Linked DNA regions of Mus musculus: region 1 is linked to region 2. The links are chromatin contacts, called in public HiChIP or PLAC-seq maps. All regions are on one chromosome and are shown on one strand. Each heading gives the region's core, a stretch centred on a gene start, on an enhancer-like site or on the middle of the called end of the contact. The rest is flanking DNA. Distances are from core to core; before and after follow the strand shown. Region 1 overlaps Sipa1l2 (signal-induced proliferation-associated 1 like 2). Region 2 overlaps Disc1 (disrupted in schizophrenia 1).

The links. HiChIP or PLAC-seq counts read pairs in DNA pulled down with a chosen protein or histone mark.
Region 1: an H3K27ac HiChIP or PLAC-seq map of microglia shows a contact between it and region 2, with 5 times the contacts expected there. The contact joins two enhancer-like sites. A contact is called at or near these places in 1 of 39 promoter capture datasets (cranial neural crest) and 2 of 115 datasets of contacts at active chromatin or transcription factors (cardiomyocytes and microglia).

What each region holds. Positions count from the first base shown.
Region 1 is chr8:125,500,843-125,504,666 of GRCm38.p6, reverse strand. All of the region lies in intron 2 of Sipa1l2 (signal-induced proliferation-associated 1 like 2), which reads left to right. Among named protein-coding and RNA genes, the nearest start is that of 4930566D17Rik, 20 kb to the left of the region's middle. Within about 2 kb of position 1,551, at least 30 of the 459 cell types and tissues checked have an H3K27ac peak or open chromatin away from gene starts, as enhancers often do. A contact at or near this core is called in microglia, where this site is marked.
Region 2 is chr8:125,081,694-125,085,875 of GRCm38.p6, reverse strand. All of the region lies in intron 1 of Disc1 (disrupted in schizophrenia 1), which reads right to left. Among named protein-coding and RNA genes, the nearest start is that of Disc1, 30 kb to the right of the region's middle. RefSeq lists an enhancer at 956-2,512. Within about 2 kb of position 1,740, at least 84 of the 459 cell types and tissues checked have an H3K27ac peak or open chromatin away from gene starts, as enhancers often do. A contact at or near this core is called in microglia, where this site is marked.

The DNA of each region.
Region 1 (3,824 bases), core at 302-2,801, 420 kb before region 2:
GCATCCATCTCCATGATTACTGCACTAATATTCATTTGAGTATTTATTTTCCTTTTGCTCAAGTAATTACGCTGCAGCAAAGCTTGACTGTAAAAAGTGGATTATGTAATTACCTCTCTAGAAAATTGGCTTTCAACTTGCACTTGGGATTCGTGTTTGAAAAGACCGAGGTTCTGCTGTGGGACACATGCCGGGTCTTTCCTGGGCTGTTGTGTATCTGGAGGTCACCTCTGCACAGCATAGGTGTTCCACAAACCCTGTGATATCATTTAACTTGGGTTACCACATACGTCCAGAGTCAGGTCCAACCAGTTAGAAGAGTCAAAAGTGAAAAACAGAAAAAATGAGATTCATTTTCTGTGGCTACATCGAGAGGAGGGACAAAGAGATCCAGGGAAACCCCCAAGTCTGTCTTTGGGTTCCTAGAATGGGAATTAAGTCTAAACAGGGGCTGGAGAATGTGCCTATCTCAGCAGCCATAAGGGCCCTGCCCACCTCAGCCACGCTCACTGACCCAGCTTCTCTGGGCTTCAGTTGCATCTGTCAGGTGGGCTGAGTTATTAGAACTGTGTGAAATTACTGTCTGTGTCTTAAATGGAAAGACGAGCCCGGAGCCTCCTCAGTCACACACTCTGGGCCAACAGGTCAGGACTGTTTCATGCTCCATAGACATGGGTCTTTTCCACGTGGTCTTAGGGAAACAGAAGAGAGACCGAGAGAGGAGAGGATTGCAGACAGAAAACTCTGTCTTGGCCGGGTCACGGTTGGCTTGGGTCACGGTTGGCTCATGCTGTCTCTGAAGGGAACTAGGTTTGAGTTACTTTGGTGTTTTGACATGGGGTATCATGTAGCCCTTCCTACATAGCTGAGGTTGGCCTTGAACTTCTGATCTTCCTGTCTCTGTTTCCTGAGTGCTGGGATGTGGACTCCACACAGCTTTCTTGATGTGTTCTGAGAACTGGGTGGACACAGATGGGTCCGTTTGTTTGTCTGTAATACTATTCTCTCTTTCCCTAAAGTAATTGAACTTACAAAGGTTCTTACATGGAAGGAAACATCAAGCTGATTGAACTAGCAGCCTGTAGAATGGGGGGAGCTTTGTCTGCTGTGCATCTGATAAGGGTTAATGTCTAAATTACATGATAAACTAAAAGAAATTCAGCACCTGAAAATACCCAGTAAGTCACAGACAGACACTTCTCAAGGAGGAGTGCAGGAGCATAAATACAGAATAATATCCAACATCTTTGCACAGAACATATCTTGCAAGGTAGGGTTCATCAGACAGGTGACTAGAAGACAGCTCAGGAGTAGAGGCTGTCTGAATTCTGACGGTTGGGTGGAGCCCAGGAGAGACCCCTGGTTGCTTCCTTCAGAGGGATGAAGGTCTTTCCCCCAGGACCTTGAACTAGTTCTTGTAAGAGTGAAGTGTTAGAGGTGGGAACCCCAACCCTGAGCTCCTGGCTCCCTGCTCATCCTGAACCCATGCTCAGAAGCCTCCAGAACTGGAACTAAACTTCCCCCTATTTAGTACCCAGCTGCAGGAACCTCATTTTAGTAACAGAAAGCTGACTGGGCTCCCTAAGACAAGATCTGGGGAAGCCAGCCTCTTCCTCCCACTGCCTTCTGCGGATGCTGGCCTTCTGCCTGTTGTTTTCATCTGAGTCTTGGGTATTTGTGTATATGTGTTCCTGTGTTTGTGTGGGGCATCCCATGTGAGCACGTGTGGGCTAGGCCAGACAGCAACTCCATCGGGGTTGTTCCTTAGACACTGGCAAGTGGGTGTTGGAGACAGAATCTGTCACTCAGCCTGAAGCTCATTGATGAGGTTAGAGTGGCTCTGCAAGCGGTCTCCTGACATGTCTTCATGATACACAGAGCAAACAAGTAAGTAAGCGCCATACGGGGCTTAAGAGTGACTGAGCAAATCCCTCATGTGGATGTCCAGCCTGCGTGTACATGCACACACACATATGTACATGCTTACACACAGACCATCCTTCACATACATATACACACGCATGCCTACAGACATACCCATACAACACACACATGCGTACACACATGCTGGGATAAAAAAGGAATCTTGCCTCAACTTCTCATGTGAGGATTGCAGATGTGAACCACATCCTGCCTCTGTTTGGATTCTTTCTCTATATAATTGCGTTTATCAGAATAAAAAGCCACATGTTGGCCGGGCGTGGTGGCACACGCCTTTAATCCCAGCACTTGGGAGGCAGAGGCAGGAGAATTTCTGAGTTCGAGGCCAGCCTGATCTACAGAGTGAGTTCCAAAACAGCTAGGGCTACACAGAGAAACCCTGTCTGGAAAAAAAAAAGCCACATGTTCTAGTTTAGAGACAGGAGAATGGTTCTACATATATATAATTGCTCTCTTCAGACACACCAGAAAAGGGCATCAGACCCCATTACAGATGGTTGTGAGCCATCATGTGGTTGCTGGGAATTGAACTCAGGACCTCTGGAAGAGCGGTTGGTGCTATGTGCTCTTAAACACTGAGCCATCTCTCCAGCCCAGATGTGTGGTTTGTGGGTAGGAGTGCTTACATGTGCTTAAGACACTGGGTGTTGATGATAGTAATTTTAGAATTAAGTAATCTTGAATAATAATGCTGGTTTTCTGGTTGTGTTTTATTTTCATGACAGAAAATCTTTCTCCAGGTCATGAGACTGCATTTGTGTAACACAATGGGACCCATCTGGGATGGAGGCATGGAAGGGTATTGGCTTCCGTGGGTCTCCTCAGTTTATGGTACTGTGTGGCTCCAGACTGTCCTTTGGGCAGTAGGGACACTTGGAGCTAGACAGAGACACTACAGTGCTGCGTCTCTCAGCACAGCCTGAGAGCACGAGCCCATAAAAATCCCCTGGAGTAGCTCTTGCTGGTTCTTGGGTCCCCTGGAGTAGCTCCTTGCTGGTTCTTGGACAGCTTGGCTGTGTCTGCAGAAGTCGCAGGTGGTAAAGCCTGGCTTTGTCATGTGCAGCTTCCACTGTGTACAAACAAGGTGTGCTTCACACACTGCTCACAACCACGCAGGGAGGAAGAGATCTGCAGTTTTCTCTCTTCCCTTCTGGCGTCTTCTCCCCTCACCCCTGAGGCTAGACAAGTCTCACCTGTCTTAGGCTGACCAGCCTCGCACTTCCGTTCCTTGATTGGAAGCAATTGAGAAGTTGGGCTGCTCAGCTGTGTGGACAGACACGAGGATGGGTTCTGACATTTGCTTTCCGTCAGCTCACTCTTCTGATACTTGTTGGGAATCTCTTTGCGTTAAGGCTTTGCGTAAAGGGGACACATGGCCAAGGACTTCTGTGGCATTGAGTCTTGAAAACTCTCCATGCAGTTTTATGGTGTGGTGTGGGCTGTTTCTTAGTTCTGCTCAGGCCTATTGTTTATATTTTGAGTGCTTCTAGCATGTATTTATGTGTACCACATGTATGCATTGTCTGCTGATGCCAGAGAGGGCGTTGGATCTGGACCTGGAGTTATAGACAGTTGTTAGCTACCCAAAGTGGGTTCTGGGACTCATTCTCAGACCTCTAGAAGAGCAGTCTGTGCTCTGAAGCACCGAGCCGCCCCAGCCTGGGATGGGGGTGGGGCTGTTAATTTAATACCTGTTTTCTCTTGTCCTGAGAGTTTTTGTTAATGACAGGTACCATGTGAAGCTGATGAGGGGAACTTGTCCCTCAATACTGCGACGAAAGTGGTCTGCAGAGCTGAGATTCTATCCTCAAAGCCACATCGTGGCTTTAAATGTCTGCAACTTCTGGAGTTCAGTCAGATTTCCTGTAGTTCTCAGTATAGGT
Region 2 (4,182 bases), core at 491-2,990:
AAGGCCGCCACCTTCAAGATGTAAATGGGCCTCTGCTCCACAAGAGCACTTGATGCTCCTGCAGAAGCGCCCAGGATGCAGTTCCCAGCACCCACATGACACTCACCAGCATATCTAACTCCATTTTCAGGGGATCCCATGCCCATACCTGTCTTGCCCTGGCACCAGTCATGTGGGCGGTACATAGGCATAAATGCAGAAAACACACCTATACACGTAAGGTAAATAGATATAAAATGCATTTTTAAAAATTAAAGATGAAGGGCTGGAGAGATGGCTCAGCGTTTAAGAGCACTAACTGCTCTTCCAGAGGACCTGAGTTCAATTCCCAGCAACCTCATGGTGGCTCACAACCATCTGTAATGGGGATCCAATGCCCTCTTCTGGTGTATCTGAAGACAGCAACAGTGTACTCACATACATTAAATAAATAAATATTTTTTAAAAAATATTAAAGATGAAGAAAGACATGCAGTGTTGACCTTTGATCTCTACATGGTGTGGACACAGAAAAATGCATTCCCATTGGCAAGGACATATGTCAAGCTCACAAAAATACCACGCCATAGACAAAGCTGAGCAGGGTGGTACACACCTGTAACCCTAGCTCGCAGGAGGTAGAGAAACAGGAGGATATCTAGGGTTCTCCATCTAGGCAGCCTAGTCTAATTGGCAAGTTCCAAGTCTCAGTGAAAGAGACACGGAGAGACAGAGAGACAGAGAATGAATATGAATGAATGAATGAATGAATGAATGAATGAATGAATGAATCAGAAGTTTGTAGTTAACTCCTGAGATCTCACTCTGACTCCCCAAAGCCTGCCTCAGCCCTGAGCCTTGCCTCCCTCCAAGTTCATCCTTTCTCCTTTCTCTTTGTTCCAAACTGAGATGATGACTTTGGTGACAGGCAGTTAAATGACAGATTTCTGTTCCCTGTTACTTTATAACCACATATTTGGCCCATTACAGCTCTGGGGTAGCTGATGTGGTCATTTTGCTATCCTAGTGTCCCCTGTCTCTCTGTCACCCCCTGCCCAGAACCATGCTCACCACAGTATCAGAGCCCCACCAGCTTGGAGCACCCACCAGCTTGGAGCACCCACCAGCTTGGAGCACCCACCAGCTTGGCTTCAGAATTCAAACGGGAACAGAGGGAGCCCCAGAGGGACAGCTGTCCCTCCACCTTCTGCAAAGCTGGCAAGAGAACCACTAAAGAGCTGGGGATCCCTGTCGCAGAGAACACTGCGTTCTGGCCGCTGCGGCCGGCCGGTGGAAAGGCTCACAGCTTCACATCCTAAATGAGTCTGGCAAAACCTTATTGTCTTTTGGGACAAAAGACTTCCAATTATTTTGTAACCCAAATGCCACCAGTTAAGTAGCTGTCCTATTGTTCAAAGAGCATTCCCAAGTAGAGAGTAACTTGCTAAAAAATGATTCTTTCCAAATGCCTGTGTGTCACCCTCCTGGGGTCCTGACACTGTAAACCCCAACTGCTCCAGCCATGGCCTGTAAGTCTGGAGAGCCACAGGCCCATTGCCTACAGATTAAGACCAGACAAAGGAAAGTTTGTACCTGCCTAGGGACACACATACACACACACACACACACACACACACACACACACACACACACACACACACACACACACACACCATACCCTGCAGCCGGGCCTGTGGCTCCAAGATGCTAGGGAAGGGACAGACAGATGCTTGAAACCAAGCTAGGTGTCAAAGGGCCTCTTTGAACAGTCCAACAACTCCCTGGAAACCCTGGCTGAGAGGATGCTGGAAGAGAGAGTTCTCAGGGAGGAAGCTAACACTTCAACAAGGGAGCCTCAAACTGCTAGTCACTGCTCAGTTAAAATGACCCAGAGCAGCTGGAGGCTGTGCCGATAAAGATGGAGCATCGGTGGGGAGCTTTAAACTGGCCACGGAACTAGAGATCACTGGTGACAAGAAATAGACTTGGCTGTGTTCCCTGGCCAAAAGCTGGCCAAAGCCCAAAAGGTCAACTCACACTGCTCAGCACTGTCGGCTGCCTCTTACCTCAAATACCCAATCTGAGTTTGTGGCCACACAGAAGAGCCTTTACCTGACTACAAACTTAAAGCCAATATGAATATAAAGAGATTAATGATTTCTTCCTCAATTGCCCTGAGAAGGTGAACTACTTTTGCCAGAGGTTCTCTTTATCCTAGGCTGAGTGTCCATGCTACCACAATAAAGACCTCATAGGACCAGAGCAAAGTGGGATGCTGAGCTTGGTGGGAAGCAAGGACCGACAAGCTCCTGGCTGTCCGCTGGAGACACAAATGAAGCTCGCTGTGCTTCAGGGAAAAGGATGGCACGTTCATCTTAGGAGTTACTCAGTATGAACCCAAAGTAATAAGGAAGGTTGAGGCCATGTTTGAAAGCATACTGGGTTTACCTTGCTGTCAATGTTACAGCACAGAGCTGCTAGAGAGATGACTTAGCGGTTAAGAAGGCATATTTCAAGACGGGAGAGATGGCTCAGTGGTTAAGTGTGCTGGATGCTCCTCCAGAGGACCTGAGTTCAGTTCCCAGCATAGGCACAATTGCCCACAATTGTCTGTAACTCCAATCCCAGCGGAGCCAATGCCCTCCTCTGGACTCTGGGACTCATGTGCACATAACCCCCACACCACACACGTCTGTGTAATTTTGAAAAATCATAAATATTTGATATTACGAAACAGAAAGACTAAAAATAGCAAGCTTCTCTGCCATTGCCCATGCCTACAAACAAGCACACACACACACACACATCACCACCATCATCACCAGGGTGGAGAACTGTACTAGCTATTCGTAGTAGTAACTAGAATTAACCAAAACCCAAGATCCTGGTTACACCTGTGAGGACTGGATCATTTATCGTAGGTGGGAGGATCCACCTTTAATCTGGGCCACACCTGGGGGGGTGGCAGCCTGCATAAAGGACATGGAGGAAGGGATCTTCTGTTCTCTGCCTGCTTGCCCTTACTCTCACTGACAACTTCATTCCTTCACTGACTTTAGAGCCCACTGCTTTGGGATTCTGACACATACTGAAGGCACCAGAGACACCCAGCCTTGTGGACCGCATAACTACTGAGCCTTGGCCTTTCATCGGGAGACAGCCACTGTTGGACCAGTCAGACCACAGCCTGTAAGCCACTCTAATAAATCCATTTTTACAGAGAGATTCATTCTACTGATTCTGTCTCTCCAAAGAACCCTGAACAACACAGTAGCCAAAAGAAGGTTCTAGAACTGAAGCCATGACACTGTCCCACGCTTCTCTCTTTTCTCCCAGAAACGTCCACCAGGTGTGTAAGAGTGGAACCTGGAGAACCGTCGTTTGCTGACTCCCAACAGGATACTTTGAGAAGCACAAACTTGGGGTTTTGCTTTCCCTGGTCCTCTCCGAGGCTTCGATTCACTTCCTCCAGGATATTTTCAGTACTTTTTTACTAAGCTAACATACACACAACAAGATTTATCGTTCTTACCACGTATAAGAGCTGAGTTCAGTGGTGCTGGGTACATTCACACTGTTGTCCAGTCATCGCTACCATCCATCCACAGGAGTTTTTAAACATCTTCCCAGAATGAAACATGATCCCCGTCCAAGACTGGCACCCTCCTACTCCTCCTCTGGACCCTGGTGAACACCACTCTACTTTCTGTGTGTACAGGTTTATTAAATCATTAGGCAGAGCCCAAGCCTGTTCTAAAGCCGGAAGTCTGTCTGGAAGCCAGTTTTCCTAACATGAGACTTCTCCCAGTGAGACCATTATCCCAATGCTCTGATAGCCAAGGAAAAGGCACAGGTGTCTCTTTGGATTATCTTTGTTCCTCCAGGACAGTTACTAGGGTGGCCCAGGGTGTGATCTCAGGATCCCTTGGTCCCTGCCCAACCCTGACCAAGAGCTTCCCATTTTGACCCGCCTTTCTGGGTCCGGCTTCCTCCCCTTTTCAGACCTGAGGCAAGTGTCAGTCAAGGGTTACCAGCATGCAGCAGGTGTCAGTTCAAGGCTCCTTGAAAGAGCCACCCCATGGTCAAGATTCTGCAAGAGTTACTGACTGATTAGAGCCTTGTGGTTCTGAAGAGTTGGAATGCTACAGATCAATAGCCCAAATCATCCTGGGTTACCGTTAATCCCCTTGATAGTTATCCACT